2 separate regions of the Cydia pomonella genome follow, and region 1 is linked to region 2. Evidence: chromatin contacts called from public Hi-C data. All regions are on one chromosome and are shown on one strand. The core of a region is the stretch at or near the end of the contact, and the rest is flanking DNA. Distances in the headings are between cores, read along the strand shown. Region 1 holds the start of LOC133531465 (cyclin-H). Region 2 holds the start of LOC133531487 (protein unc-50 homolog).

Region 1 (7,174 bases), core at 1,309-3,808, 140 kb after region 2:
AGAGCCCTTCTTATATGCTAAACAAGATCAGGTTATAAGTTTTGAAACAATTAATTGGGTGGTAATAATATAACTAATAGTTATATTATTACCACCCAATTATTTTTTTTAAGATTTTAAGGTAATTATTTATAAATTTTATTTTGTTGACAATGAAGAAGGAAGTTCGAGAAAAAATTGTTAATAAACAATTTCCTAACTTGTTAATAAATAATCTTTGTTCATAAACAATTTCCTAACTTGTTGAAAAATAATCTTTAAGTGTATTTTTACTAAGTGTTCAGAATATGCCATAATTTATTAAAAAAATAACATAGACAATTAATAGCTTAAAAAAATATTAAATGTAACGTACTTGCTTTTGAATCCGCGCGCCCATACCCAAAATCACGCGGGGATACGTATATATTTTATTTTCAGTATTAAATAAAAAGTAGAAATAATGGAGGCAAGTCTAGACTTTTTCTATTGGAAATATCCTCCTCTTTTATAATATTAATTTTGATTTCTTAAATTAATATCTAAAAAGGTATTAAACCTTTTGAGATATGGGGGAAATAAGAAATACCTACCTTTTCCCCCTTTTTTGTTAATAACTTATGATACTTTTTGTATGCTAATAAACGCTTCGAAAACATTTTTCTAGACATCATTACGGATCTAATCACACGTATTTTTAGTAGTAGTATCTCTATTTTTCACCGTTTCCAGTTTGTCGAGTAGACTATTACAAGCATTGAAAACGCTAAGTACGTATAGAACCGGCAGTATAGGGCGTTGTTTTGACAACAAACCATAGAAGCGGAACGCGAATCTCGCGACCTAAACGCGAAGCGCCATGAAGTTTTATGACGCTTACCTTACGACGTTTTGGTCGCGTGATACGTTTTGGTTGCGATTGCGAAAATTTCATTGTTTGGTATGGCTTCTCTATAGTAATAACTCAATATTTATAAGCGCCATTTTGACATATATAGTTGCGCTTCCTTTGTTTTCCAAGTTACCAAAGTTCATGTTTTACAATTCAGTTACCAGAAATAAAATGTATAGAAATAAACAATTCTTTGATATACATGTATTGGTATATTCTTTTTTAAAGTTGGCAATTCCAAAAAACAATACTTGGTTTTAAGTGTTTTATTGATAAAACCATTTTCTTGTCATGTTACATACCTAAAATAAAATATAAAAGAATAAGTCAATTCTATTTATATCTAACTCTAATAAATATAGTCATTCATGTAGCTTCACCTCACTTCAACCTATGTTTATATGAGGACAATACAAATAATTACGCTTAGGAATTAGACTGACCATCATGAATGAATATATTTCTATGCTGTTGAATATTACAAAGCCGACATGCATGACAAATAAACCTGCCGTCATTTATAACTTAGATTTTTCTTAAGACTTAAAGATTTCAGTTCTGCATTATACAACAGCATACCTAAATAAAATAAGTCTATAATCTTAAGAAGCGGAGGGTGAAAGCACTTGTGTCACCCCACTTGTATCTAGCGACATCCTCGTGTGTCCCGTGTACACCAAGTCATCTTCATCCAGTGCCTCCCGCATCCGTCTCTTGTATATTTCACTGTCTGGATTGTTCTCTTCATTCCGACACCTGTCCAGCTTCTTGTCAATGACTCGTACGCGCTCCCGTGCTGGACTCTCCACCATTTTAACCATAGATCTAATTTTACGCACTGCCTCAATCAAGATAGCCAACTTATCTGGACCAGCATCTCTGAAAAGCATGTCTGTAACATAACTGTCCAAGTTTTCTTGCTCCTTAGAAGCTGCATGGAGTACAGCTGCTAATGCTATCTGAGATGGTGCATATAATAGACAAGCGTCAGTCAAAAACACTTTTTCTAAGAACTCATCAATACCACTCCGAAGGCGCTCGGGATTAGCAAGGCTGCACCTTGTTTTAATGTCAATCAAAAAGCCTTCCACTGGTCTGAACGGATTGTGTATGGTTAAATGATAGTTTAACTGCTGCATCAATAACAGTTCGTTGTTTAAGATTATGTCTGATGCTTTATCCCTGTCTCCTTTAATATTAGCCACGAATTGTCCAATAGATACATTGAATTCTTCAACTTTGCACGATAAATACACACAAGTGGCCAGGATTTCCTTAGGGTGGTAGTCCATCGCGGAATTATACAGATAGAAACGTTTGAAGTAGTGGAACGCAGTGCCGACAACGCCTTTGGGCATTGGCGGGCTGAATCTTTTGCAGAACTCTTTAAGGTGCAACTCGTACTGCCTAAGAAGCAGTCTTTCTTCATCTGGAGACAGGAACACGTTGTACCGCTGGTATTCGTCTACATGCGCTCCGTGCTTTGCAATGAACTCCAAATTGTGCTTCTCCCGCAATTGTGCTAGCTCGTTCTCGTCGTTGAACGTCCAAAATTTCCTTTGGGAACTCGTGGAAAACATTTTTATCTTAAAACTAATGAAAAAAGTCAATATTTATATTTTAACGGACAAAAAAGAAACGCTTTCCACGTATTTTTTCTGATTCAGAGTGATGTGACAGTGACAGCCGACTGACAAAACGAACTTTGTAGAGTTTATTGCGTTCGAATACAATACATATAGAAAGATTAAATGCTTTTGAAACACTAAATAGTGTCACAGAGAAATAGTTATTGAATAAAGTAAAGTTCTCATAACTTTATTGGTCTTAAACAAGTCAACGAGTTTGATTGATTATTTCGGAGGTTCCGTAAATTATATAATGTTTTAAGAGGGTTCTGTCGAAATAACAGGGTTAGCTTATCTGTGTATCCCCCATGAACTGTCAAAAGTGTCAAATGTAGAATCTGTAGAGAAAGTTAGGTTATGTTATGAGATTGTTTTAGTGAAATAGAAAAGAAACATAAAGTATACCTTTGGGAACCAACAGATTCAAAATGCTTCCCTACAATTCTCTTTTAAAACGCATTCTTCCTATAGTGATACAATGCGCAGGTGCTCACAGAAAACCCCGCTGGCTTCCTGTCGCAAAAAGCAAAATTTACCGAATCCCAAAGCGCCCAGAGATATCAGAGGAGGAACGTATAGAGTTGTTACGAATCAACAACAATTATCACACACAAATGCGGGCTATACGGCGTTTTTATCATGAAGAAATGATTAAAGAGAAGTCTACATTGGAGAGTGCAAGTTCAGAGATGTCTATCAAAGTGGAGGCTGAGGAATGGGAGCGGTGCATCAAGGCGAACGAGGAGTGGAACGCCAAGGTGGCCGCAGAGCGCGAGGAGCGCCGCAAGCAGCAGCTGGCGGAGCGGGAAGAGTACATCCTGTCCCGGATGCAGCAAAAAGACGAGTTGATGAGACAACGCATTGAAAAGGCATCGCAGGAGATTAGAAAACAGAAGGTAATCATTTAGGAAATATTAAATACTAAGTTATTAGTCAAAAATAAGTTTTGTGCTGTAGGCATGATTACTTATACAGATTTTCAATGAATAGCAAGCTGCAAAAGTACATGGCCACTTTATGTATGAATTCCAATCATAATGTGTTCATCCAACTCTGTACAAAGGATTGTGATTAAAAAGGTCCCACTATAATAGATATGATATGCTATGATATGATATATTTATTGGTAAATATTTACATTTACAAGTCATTTTATACACAATTATCTTGTCATAGATAGTCTTTATACATAGGTCAATTAACTTTATGTGTTTAAATATTAAACTGAATTATTTTCTTTGACTTGTAAAAGAGCCCTTGACACCTGCTTTCAGAATACATTTTTGAATTAAGTGTTTAAAATTAAATATCTTATCCATCATCTTTTCCAGGAATTAAGTGCCACATTCATCACCCCAGAGACCCTGGACGAGGCCATCGAGAGAGCCCTGGCCAACCCTGTTGACTACAACTTTGCCATTGACCTGCAGGGCAACCAGATACCCGGCAGAGAAACACCAGTGCCTCCCAAGGAAAAAGCAAAAGCGGCTAGTACGTCATAATAAATATCTTCTGTCTTTTAGTTGTTCAAATACCTATCTATATTGCAAAGTTAAACAGAACTATTTTGATGAAGACAAGTTCAAAATGCATTTTATCTTATCTAATGCAAGTACATCTCACTAATCTGGCACTAATGCTGACACAAGAGAGCATGATTACTGGAAGTTAGTGCAAATCTGCTTATTATATTGATGTGTTTTTAGTATGTCGAAGCAATTCACTATACTAATATCCTTAATTCAAAGAAAACTGTACTGTTGTCTGGATTTATGGCATATATAAACATATTCAAGAGTGATAATGTAAATTTGGTCATAGAGTGATCGCTTGCACCCCTAATCGAAGTGCCAGATTACCGAGATTTTACTGTAATGTGCATCAAATAATAAATGGATGATAAGTATATTTTGGTATCATTCTCACACACTAGATAGAGATAGCAAAACAATTCAACAAAATGTGAATATGTTATGAAAGCAGTTAAAACACTGTGAGAATGAGAATGAGGTTTTTAATTCTGAAAAAGTTATTAAAGTGCATTCTGGCAAATGCACAGGTGTGCACGCATGTTTGCTCTAGATTGTGCGCATTATGCGAGTCTTGCCAGAGTGGCGTTGGAAATCTAAACCAAACATGCTTGGATCTGGACGCACCTTTAGGGTGGCAGACACTTTTCATCAACAATGCTCCAACATTCATATAATGAAAAGACGTTCCACACTCGTTTTTTTAGCATTAGAAAGTAAATAATCTTGACTTTTTTTTATACCACGACGGTGGCAAACAAGCATACGGCCCGCCTGATGGTAAGCAGTCACCGCAGCCTATGGACGCGTGCAACTCCAGAGGTGTTATATGCGCGTTGCCGACTCTTTAAAAACCTGTACACTCCTTTTTTGAAGAACCCCATACTGTAGACCCTCGGAAAAACCTCGGAAGGGAGCTCATTCCACAGCCGGAGCGTCCGCGGGAGGAAATTCCTCTTGAACCGCACAGTACGCGACCAAGGTGTGAGGGTGAACTCCCTGCCGACGGCGAGCGGTGCGGTGATAGAAAGTGGCCGTTGGCATCATGTCAAACAATTCCTCATAGAACAGCCCATTGTACAAGCGGTAGAACACACACAAGGAGGCAAAGTCTCTCCTTAGACTTAAAGGTTCAATACCGCTTGTGAGTTTGACGTTTATTTTTATTGAAAACGCTTTTAAAAAATACGCTTTTATTACTTATGAAAGCAAAAGATTATATATGATTTCAGATCCCTTTGTTTGGCATAATTATTGAAAGTCATAATGTAATGATAGCCATATTACTATTAGTCATAACTCAGAAACCGTTAACATTTCAGGAATTTTCTTAGGTTATCCTATAGACAGGTTAGGTTCGTTTTCCTCGCCCGAGCGCGCCGCCTCGGCCGAGGCACGTCTACTCTGGCCGTTCTGTGCGTGAGGAAATTGCCTCGCGCGTATGCTCGCTCTGTGTGGACCCGGCTAATCCTGAAAAGTTACTCGTTTCTGAGAAAAACCAAATTTTGGCTAACGAAAATGCGTACAAACAATACATTATAACTTAAAACTTTATGGAAAACAATAGAGACCCATCCCATATGATTTATTTGTTGCATGCATATTTACTGTGACTTATTTGCAAGTGATTTTTACTAAAGAGACACATCAAGACCGCTTACCTTCTTTCTAATGCTAAGCGGACTATAAGATCCCTTTTCTATATTATATTTGAAACTAATTGTCATAAAATAGTTGTCTGGGTAAAGGAGTAATAAATAAAATATGTAAATAATAACATTTGTTTTATTATTCTTACAAAAGTACATATCACTTAAAACAACACTTAATTATATTTACATCTATAAACTTATTGTTTAACATTATGTACACAATTTATTTATTCTGACAAAATGGACTCGCGAGTGACAAAAATTTGTCTTGCTCCATTTTTATAATAGTCAATGTAAATCAAGCAACACAAGGCAAAAACTGATGTTCATCGTTTTAACCCAATCAGTATTAAGCATAACACGAATAAGCCGTGACAGTACCTCGAGCACGAGATGGACTATCCACTGAAACATGGCTTCCTAATTAGGAATGAGTTTGAGTTTGTGCTGCAGGGGCCCGAAGGACACCATGTTAGCGGAGCGCGACTCTTCTGAGGCCACAGACAGTGCTTCTTAGTTGAAGGCTACTGTTAAAACATTGGCTTCAGCTCTGAAGATTTTTTTGGGCACTTTATGTGTAATGCTATAACTGTATACGTTTTGGACACTAGTTTAGACCGGCATATCCTGGAACCAGGCGTGAGGTTGAGCTTGTACCCCCAGAGAGACCTTGTTAGCAGAGCTGCTAGACTACCCTTTTCTTAATGGCTTCGGCTCAGAAGATATTTTTGGGCACCTTTTTGTAATGCTATAAGTGTAATAACATTGGACACGGGTTTAAACGGGCATGTCCTGGAACATGGATTCCCAATCAGGCGTGAGGTTGAGTTTGTGTAGTAGCGGTCCCAAAGAGATCATGTTAGCGGAGCGCGAGGACTCTTCTGCGGCCACGGAGACCGCTTCTTGGTAGAAGGCTGCCTTCGTGCCGGTGCTGACCTGCAATTTATATTAAATTAGCCAAATGCTGAAAGCAGAGGCTAGTGTATAGGAAATTTGTAAGTAGATGCTTAAGAGAGAGAAAGGCGAAGACAGATGGGAACAGGCAGGTCCACACAGTACGAGCCGCCTCCTGAGGAAATTGCAACTCTAAGCAGTTTGGTCCGAGTGGATGTGCTTCGGCCGCTATGCCTCGGGCGAGGCACGTCTCCGCCGACAAAACTGCTTCGCGCGGCAATTTCCTCGCGAGGCGGCTCGTTCTGTGTGGACCCGGCATTGATTCATGAACCCACATGCACATAGGAACAGAACAGATACATGACACACACAGATGGGAATAGTTTAATTCTCATCTGTGACTGTGGGAACAAATAGGAATGAAACTATAGGTATACAATAAGTTGTAACTGACCTCAAAGATCGTGTCCCCGAGAGCGAGCGTGACGCGGCCGGACGCGTGCACTCGCAGCTTGCCTATGCGGCCCTCCTCCAGGTCGCTCAGGCGACATCTACCGTCGGAAGACTGAAAAAACACGTTAAAATTATAGTTCGTGTCAT
Region 2 (7,147 bases), core at 1,602-4,101:
ATTTATTCCTGTGCTGAGCATGGATATTTGTTCCTGAGTCATGGGTGTTTTCTTTGTATTTATGTATTTATAAATATTTATATATTATATGTATCGTTGTCTAAGTACCCTCAACACAAGCCTTATTGAGCTTATTGTGGGACTTAGTCAATTTGTGTAATAATGTCGTATTATATTATTATATGCCTTCTTGGAAAATATCTTTATACGTTTTCAGTCAGGTCGCACACTTATGGCTCACAACTACCGAACGCCGCGAATGTTCACTTTAGATTGCGCGCCTAATTAGCGCAAGTGATACAACGCTCGCATAAAGCGCAATCTAGCAAAGAGGCGTGCGTAACCACGGCGCATTCGTTGAATCTGGACACGCCTTTAGACAAACAAATGAAAAAAGTGAATAAGCTCTCTGTCAAATTTTGTTCTACTGCTAACTTAGGGTTTATTTAAACTTCTCGTAGGTCTAAGTTTGTAAATAATAAAGGATTATCTTCTGAAATAATATTAGGGACTCGAAATAAAGACAGAAGTAAACTTTGTACTGTAGCAAAATGATAGTTACCAAAAGAAAGTGGACACCAACAAGCCAGCTCCGATGAAGTCCACAAAGACTACAAATATGATGAATAACACCAGTTGCCCCCAGTCCAGGCCCATGCCGAGCCCGAAACATATAGAGGATACTGAAACAATTCAATAGGCTCAGGGATAAGTTTGCTTTTGTATGAAAGTAACTGTCTGTCTGTTAGTTCTTCATGTGTAAGCCGCTGAACCAATCTTACTTACTACTTACTGCTAGCCTTTCTCCGCAGACGTTTTGTCTGGTTGCCCTTGGCATATGCCTCTCCCATATTCCTCCATGTGTCTCTGTCTAGAGCCTGTCTTCTCCACAAGGCTCCAGCTACCTGCCTGAACTCGTCTTCCCATCTCATTTCTTGTCCACCATCATTCCTTTCCCCATCCTGAACCAATCTAGGTGAAATTTGGTATGGAGATAATTTGAGGCCCGGGAAAGGACATAGGATAGTTTTTATCAATCTAGAAAGTTAGCAGAAGATCTTCTTCCTTGCCATGGCTCATTGGAGCCAGGGGTCCGCTTGGCAACTAATCCCTAGAATAGGTGTAGGGACTAGTTTTTACAAAAGCAACTGCCATCTAACCTTCCAACACAGAGGGTAAAATAGGCCTTATTGGGATTAGTCTTACAATGTTTTCCTTCACCCACAGCAACTGGTGAATATCAAATTATATTTCGTACATAAGTCCTGAAAAACTCATTGGCACCCCTAAAAAAAATAGGCCACCAAGCTATAAGATGCTAGTCTTTTATGATTATGGAAGTTTGTTTTTTTTTTATTAAACTTAGGTATTAGGCGGGTCCACACAGATCGCGTTTTCCTTGCCTGAGCGCACCGCCTCGGCCGAGGCACGTCTACACTGGCCGGTTTGTGCGTGAGGAAATTGCCTCGCGCGTATGCTCGCTCTGTGTGGACGGGCCTAATCATACAAAATAATGTTTAGATATAAGAGGAAAAAGAATCCATATAAAAATACTTACAAAATAACCAAACACTAAGTAACACAAGGAATGCTGGGTCATCTCTGGCAAACTGTGATCTGGTATCTGAAAACATTATTAATTAATAAATAAATAAATATTATAGGACATTATTACACAAATTGACTAAGTCCCACAGTAAGCTCAATAAGGCTTGTGTTGAGGGTACTTAGACAACAATATATATAATATATAAATATTTATAAATACTTAAAATACATAGAAAACACCCATGACTCAGGAACAAATATCCATGCTCATCACACGAATAAATGCCCTTACCAGGATTTGAACCCGGGACCATCGGCTTCGTAGGCAGGGTCACTACCCACTAGGCCAGACCGGTCGTCAAATTATTATATAATAATAAAAATAAGTAATTAATAATGTTTAAAAAAAATTTAGTTCACACAGTCATAATAAGAACTTAATTCAACTGGGCTATTTTTTCTGACCTAATAACCAAGTCAAGATTTAAAAAAGTTTTTGCAAAACTTTCATTTTTGGTACAAGATTTATCACTGACTACTTATCTTTTTTTTTTTATTCAGGATTACAACAGCTTATAATAATTACATGTGCAATTTTAAATTTTAAGTGTATAAAGCCAATTACAGTAATCCACAAGGTCAAATCGTGATCTTTCCACAGATAAAACTTAAACTAGCATATATTAACAGAAACATGGAAGTATTTGTGTAAAGTGGCCATGTAGGAACACCAACTTGTAAAAAACAAAGCAAATGAATAACAACATCTCTTATACAATCCCTGGCAAGTTAATGTTCTACTAAACAAAGATCACACTTCCTTGTCTGATAAAGAGCAACAAGATGAGACAAGTACTCACGTTTTCTATAATTAAAATTCCGGAAAACTTTCTGGGGCGACACGAATAAGTAAACCATTTGCCACGCCGCGAATTCGAAGTCCATCTGATTGAATTTGAACAGTCTCCGCAAGTATTTGTACCGCTTGACCGCTGCGCTGGCCGTCGTGGGCTGGTAGTTGGCTGGAGCGGGCAAAGGAGAAGTACTACGAGGGAAATTAAACGTAGAACTAGTGCTTGGGGTTGGTGATGTTGAGTACTTCATTTTTAACTGTAATTCACAAACTATCCCCTGTAGTAATCAGTTGAGATGATCGGTGTATCAATGGATAGTAACGGAGGGTGTTTTAGAGAACATTGGTGGTCGCGTTTTATAATTACTTGTTTATTTTCATTGAAAATAGTGGATTAGTCAGGCACAGAGATCTCCGAACTGACGTGACGTAAGTCACGTAAGTGACAGTTGACGTGTGACAGATGGCAGGTAGCGAGTATTGCCACAAGAAAAAATAAATACGGAACCCTTATAATTTGGCCGTGTCCTCCAGCTTGTATAACGCTTCTTCTTTTTTATTAAACAAAATAAACGTCTAAATATCAATTTAGTGGGTGGTATTTGTGCATTTTATTGCACACGGAGCATTTAGCGTGTGCATGTTGTGGCTTTGTGATACTCACGTAAGTTGCATCAATCGTTATTTTTTTTTAGCTATTGGCGCACAAGAAAAAATGATGGTAGCTACTTACGCATTCTGCTTGCGTAGCCTGGGCCTTTACTCCAGCGACATACGAAGTGTGCAAATATCATATTTGCACAATATTTGCACACTACACATATATACAAACTATAGCCGTAAGTCATTACTAACATAATATGGATGTTTTTGTCCGAAATAAATGTTTTCATTTCATTTCATAGTCTGTCATGCCATTTCCGTCAGTAGAAGAAAGCAAAGAAAGCGGCAAATTAAAAAAAAAATTAGGCGCGCGGGGTTATTGCAAAGAGTATAGTAAATATATTAGGTAGGTTAGTGTCCTCCTAGTGAGTATTATATTCTTTGTTAGTGTCCCATAGAAAATTTGAATTTCGTACCTTTTTCTACTGACAAAGTTGTTTGAAGTTGTTAGGCAAGCAAGCAGCAGCCGGACGGGCTGCGTAATTACTTCAGCCTCATCTTCCAAACTTACAACATGAAGCTTCTGTTCAAAGAGCATATAATCACTACGTTTTAAGAGACGGGACTTCCATACTAGCGAGTGGAATCCCTTTGTTTCGCAAATCATTACCAAAATGTACGACAAAGAACTGTCAAAGCACTGTCAAAGAACCATAGTACCAACATAAGCAATTTAAATAGTGTAGTACGCTACACGCTTGCGTTTCTTATCAATATCGATAAAATGGGGAGGCTTGAAATATAGACTCTTGTCTACAAATTTTGTACTCGAAATCAAGTCCACATTTAAGTTGTATGTTATATAGTGGATAGTTCTATGAGTGGACTAATACTTGGTCGAGCTTAATGTGGACTCGATTTTTTTAGAACACCTTGTTGTTCTTCACCACTAGGAAGGATCAAAGTAGCACTTTTTTCCCTACTAGGAGGGATCACTTTTTTCCTCTTTTTGGATACTTCTTAGGTTAAATTATTTAATTTAATTACCATTAATTAAATTTATTTATTTATTTGTACCATAATAATTTCCTCATAGGTGATGTGAAAAGCAGTATGTAAAATTATCACGTGTTAGCAAAAATATTTCCACCTTAGGGTGGTATTCCACCTATCCAATTTCTTGGTCCAATGTCATTGCGTCTCACTCTGTCATTAATCAAAATGTGAGACGCAATACACATTGGACAAAAAAATTGCATAAGTGGAATACCACCCATAGGCGTTAACACTTGAATCCCTCACTACGCTAGGATTCTATTTTAGAATACCTCGTTACACTCAGAATGTAATTATAAAATCCTTCACTATTTTTTTTTCTTAATTTTTTTTTATTAAAAGCACTATTTTCAAAATGATCTGCAGATACATGTTTCAATAAATGTAACTTTTCTATGGGAAGATGTACCACGTCCTCGTTCCCAACAAATTTGACCCACTGCCTGCATCTGAAAACATACAGCCTTGGTTATGTACAGTTTATATTCCAAGTGTTTGCTAATGAGATGATCAACTGATTATTTAGCGCTAATATGCATCTATAAATCATGTTTTTTGGCATCCAATTATCAACAACCCTTTATCAATGCTCTAACTTTTTATATATTTATATGTCTGTTAATCATGAGAACCGGTCATGGTCCTACTGGGCAGTAACCCTGCCTATGAAGCCGATGGTCCCAGGTTCAAATCCTGGTACGGGCATTGATTTATGTGATGACCATGCATATTTGTTGAGTCATGTGTGTTTTCTATGTATTAATATATATATATATATATATATATATATATATATATATATATATATATATATTAATACATAGAAAACACATATATATACATATATATATATATATATATCATTGTCTAAGTACCCACAACACATGTCTTATTTAGCTTCCTAGCTGGGATTAAGTCAATTTGTGTAATAATGTCGTATAATATTTTTTATTGATCACAAAAAGAGAGATTAATTTACTTACATTTCGGATTAATATATTAAATAATTACTAGATTTAAAAAAATATGTTAAATAATGACCATTAATGCATAGATGATAGATAATTTTCCACTGAAAATCTTCGACGAAATAATTTTGTCATATTGCATAACTTGCATGCAATCTCAGGAAATTTCACATATTTTATTTAATTACTTACACTGATATACAAATAAACATACAGTTATCGATAGTTTTAGTACATCCCTAGTTCACAACTAAAAATAATATAAAATATCAAATTTTCGATGTGTTTAAAGCCTGCTGCACCAAAATAAGGTCAAAAGTATCTAAAGCAATACGTACCGGTCTTTATTCAAGGGAAATTCCGCCATAAAATCCCTTTTTTTCGTGATTTTCTCGAATGGCTCGCTTGCCACATATTTCACACTTAGTAAACCGTTTTCTAGGTGGCATTGTAACAAACTCGTTCTTTACTCTGATCACGGTTCACTATTTTCGATATTTTCACTAAATAATAAAGAAATTGCACGAAATACCCGAACAAAACATTGAAGCCTTCATAACAAACAAAACAATTAGGCTGACAGTTGACTTAATGTAAACTTGACATAATAAATAGCACTGACGTTTTATTTTTCTTCGTTGGCAAAGATTTGCGAAACAAGTTCCATACAAATCTTATTTTGTTCCTAGTTGCGTCAGCCTGCTTCTGTTTATAATTATAGGTCTAACGTTTAACTAAGGTGTAGGGTAGGATTTTCTAGTAGAAAGTAAGTAGCTAGTAGCTTAGTTTTGGGACAATTTTTATACTATTTTAACATATGAATAAGTTGCAAGCAATCAGCATTTAACTAGCCTTTAATGATACTCTGGCACCCACCCACTTAGTCAGAAGAAAAAGGCGCGAAATTTCAATTTTCTATCTTCTTCTTCCTCGCGTTGTCCCGGCATTTGCCACGGCTCATGGGAGCCTGGGGTCCGCTTGACAACTAATCCCAAGATTTGGCGTAGGCACTAGTTTTTACGAAAGCGACTGCCATCAGACCTTCCAACCCAGAGGATAAACTAGGCCTTGTTGGGATTAGACCGGTTTTCTCACGATGTTTTCCTTCACCGAAAAGCGACTGGTAAATATCAAATGATATTTCGTACATAAGTTCCGAAAAACTCATTGGTACGAGCCGGGGTTTGAACCCGCGACCTCCGGATTGCAAGTCGCACGCTCTTACCGCTAGGCCACCAGCGCTTGAAATTTCAATTTTCTATGGAAGGACAAACCTTCCCGCCTAGATTTTTTTAATTTGCTTCCTTTTCTACTGGCGGAAATGGCTTCCTTAACTATACAACATAAGGCATGGTAAAAGTGTAATAAAAGAAAAACGATCATTTATTTTATGTACAGTATTTATTAGCCTTATTATTTATAATACTCTAATATTACTAATTATTTACTTATAACAAAGTTCTATAATTAACAGTCAATTTAGTTTTATCACAAAACATCCAGTACCGATATAAAAGCACAATAAATAGAAAGCCAGAAGTTTGAATAAATATGAATGCCACATATATTCGTTGTTTATGGCAAATTTATCTTAGTGACTAAATATTTTCTGTAAGATGGTAACTGGGTTATATAAAGTTAGCGTCTTTCTTAACTTCCTAGAAAAAGAGGATTTTTTTCTCATCATATTTTCTACTGAATTGCCGGATATCAATGTATCAAACAGGAAACTCCTCCCGCGGACGAAGTTTTCTCAAAGGACCACAGTATGGAGTTTTTCAAAAAAGAAGTGTACAGGTTTTTTATATGTAAACCCCCGGAGTTGCAGACGTCCATAGGCTATAGTGACCACTTACCATCAGGCGGGCCGTATGCTTGTTTGCTACCGACGTGATATCACAAAAAATGAAGATAAAGTCATGATAAGTTGATCCTAAAGGGATACACGGGTGTAGACACCAGGATACCCTGGCTCCTCGAGCATAGGGAATCCAGTATGAAGTCATGAAAAAGGTTACTAAACTAGATTCTGGTTCAACCAGCCAGCGTAATGCGTGAGCCGGGTGTAGACGCCAGGGTAGCCCGGCTCGCCGCACTTGTTGCCGAACGACACGACGCC

The links. Hi-C and Micro-C count contacts between places; a contact is called where the count stands out from the background.
Region 1: a contact with region 2 is called in a Hi-C map of whole body, with 2.8 times the contacts expected there. The contact joins the promoter of LOC133531465 here to the promoter of LOC133531487 in region 2. A contact is called at or near these places in 2 of 2 Hi-C or Micro-C datasets (both in whole body).

The regions. Positions count from the first base shown.
Region 1 is chr2:2,370,538-2,377,711 of ilCydPomo1, forward strand. LOC133531465 (cyclin-H) reads right to left here and starts at 2,559. Exons shown (of 1, transcript XM_061869708.1): 1 at 1,123-2,559. The coding sequence starts at 2,451. The coding sequence ends at 1,474. LOC133531492 (small ribosomal subunit protein mS26) reads left to right here and starts at 2,815. Exons shown (of 2, transcript XM_061869750.1): 1 at 2,815-3,395; 2 at 3,831-5,706. The coding sequence starts at 2,928. The coding sequence ends at 4,001. LOC133531443 (DNA-directed RNA polymerase III subunit RPC4) reads right to left here. Exons shown (of 8, transcript XM_061869675.1): 7 at 7,029-7,139; 8 at 5,800-6,616. The coding sequence ends at 6,458.
Region 2 is chr2:2,229,134-2,236,280 of ilCydPomo1, forward strand. LOC133531487 (protein unc-50 homolog) reads right to left here and starts at 2,852. Exons shown (of 6, transcript XM_061869737.1): 1 at 2,409-2,852; 2 at 1,559-1,624; 3 at 563-683. The coding sequence starts at 2,652. LOC133531298 (proclotting enzyme-like) reads right to left here. Exons shown (of 7, transcript XM_061869441.1): 7 at 6,859-7,147. The coding sequence ends at 7,046.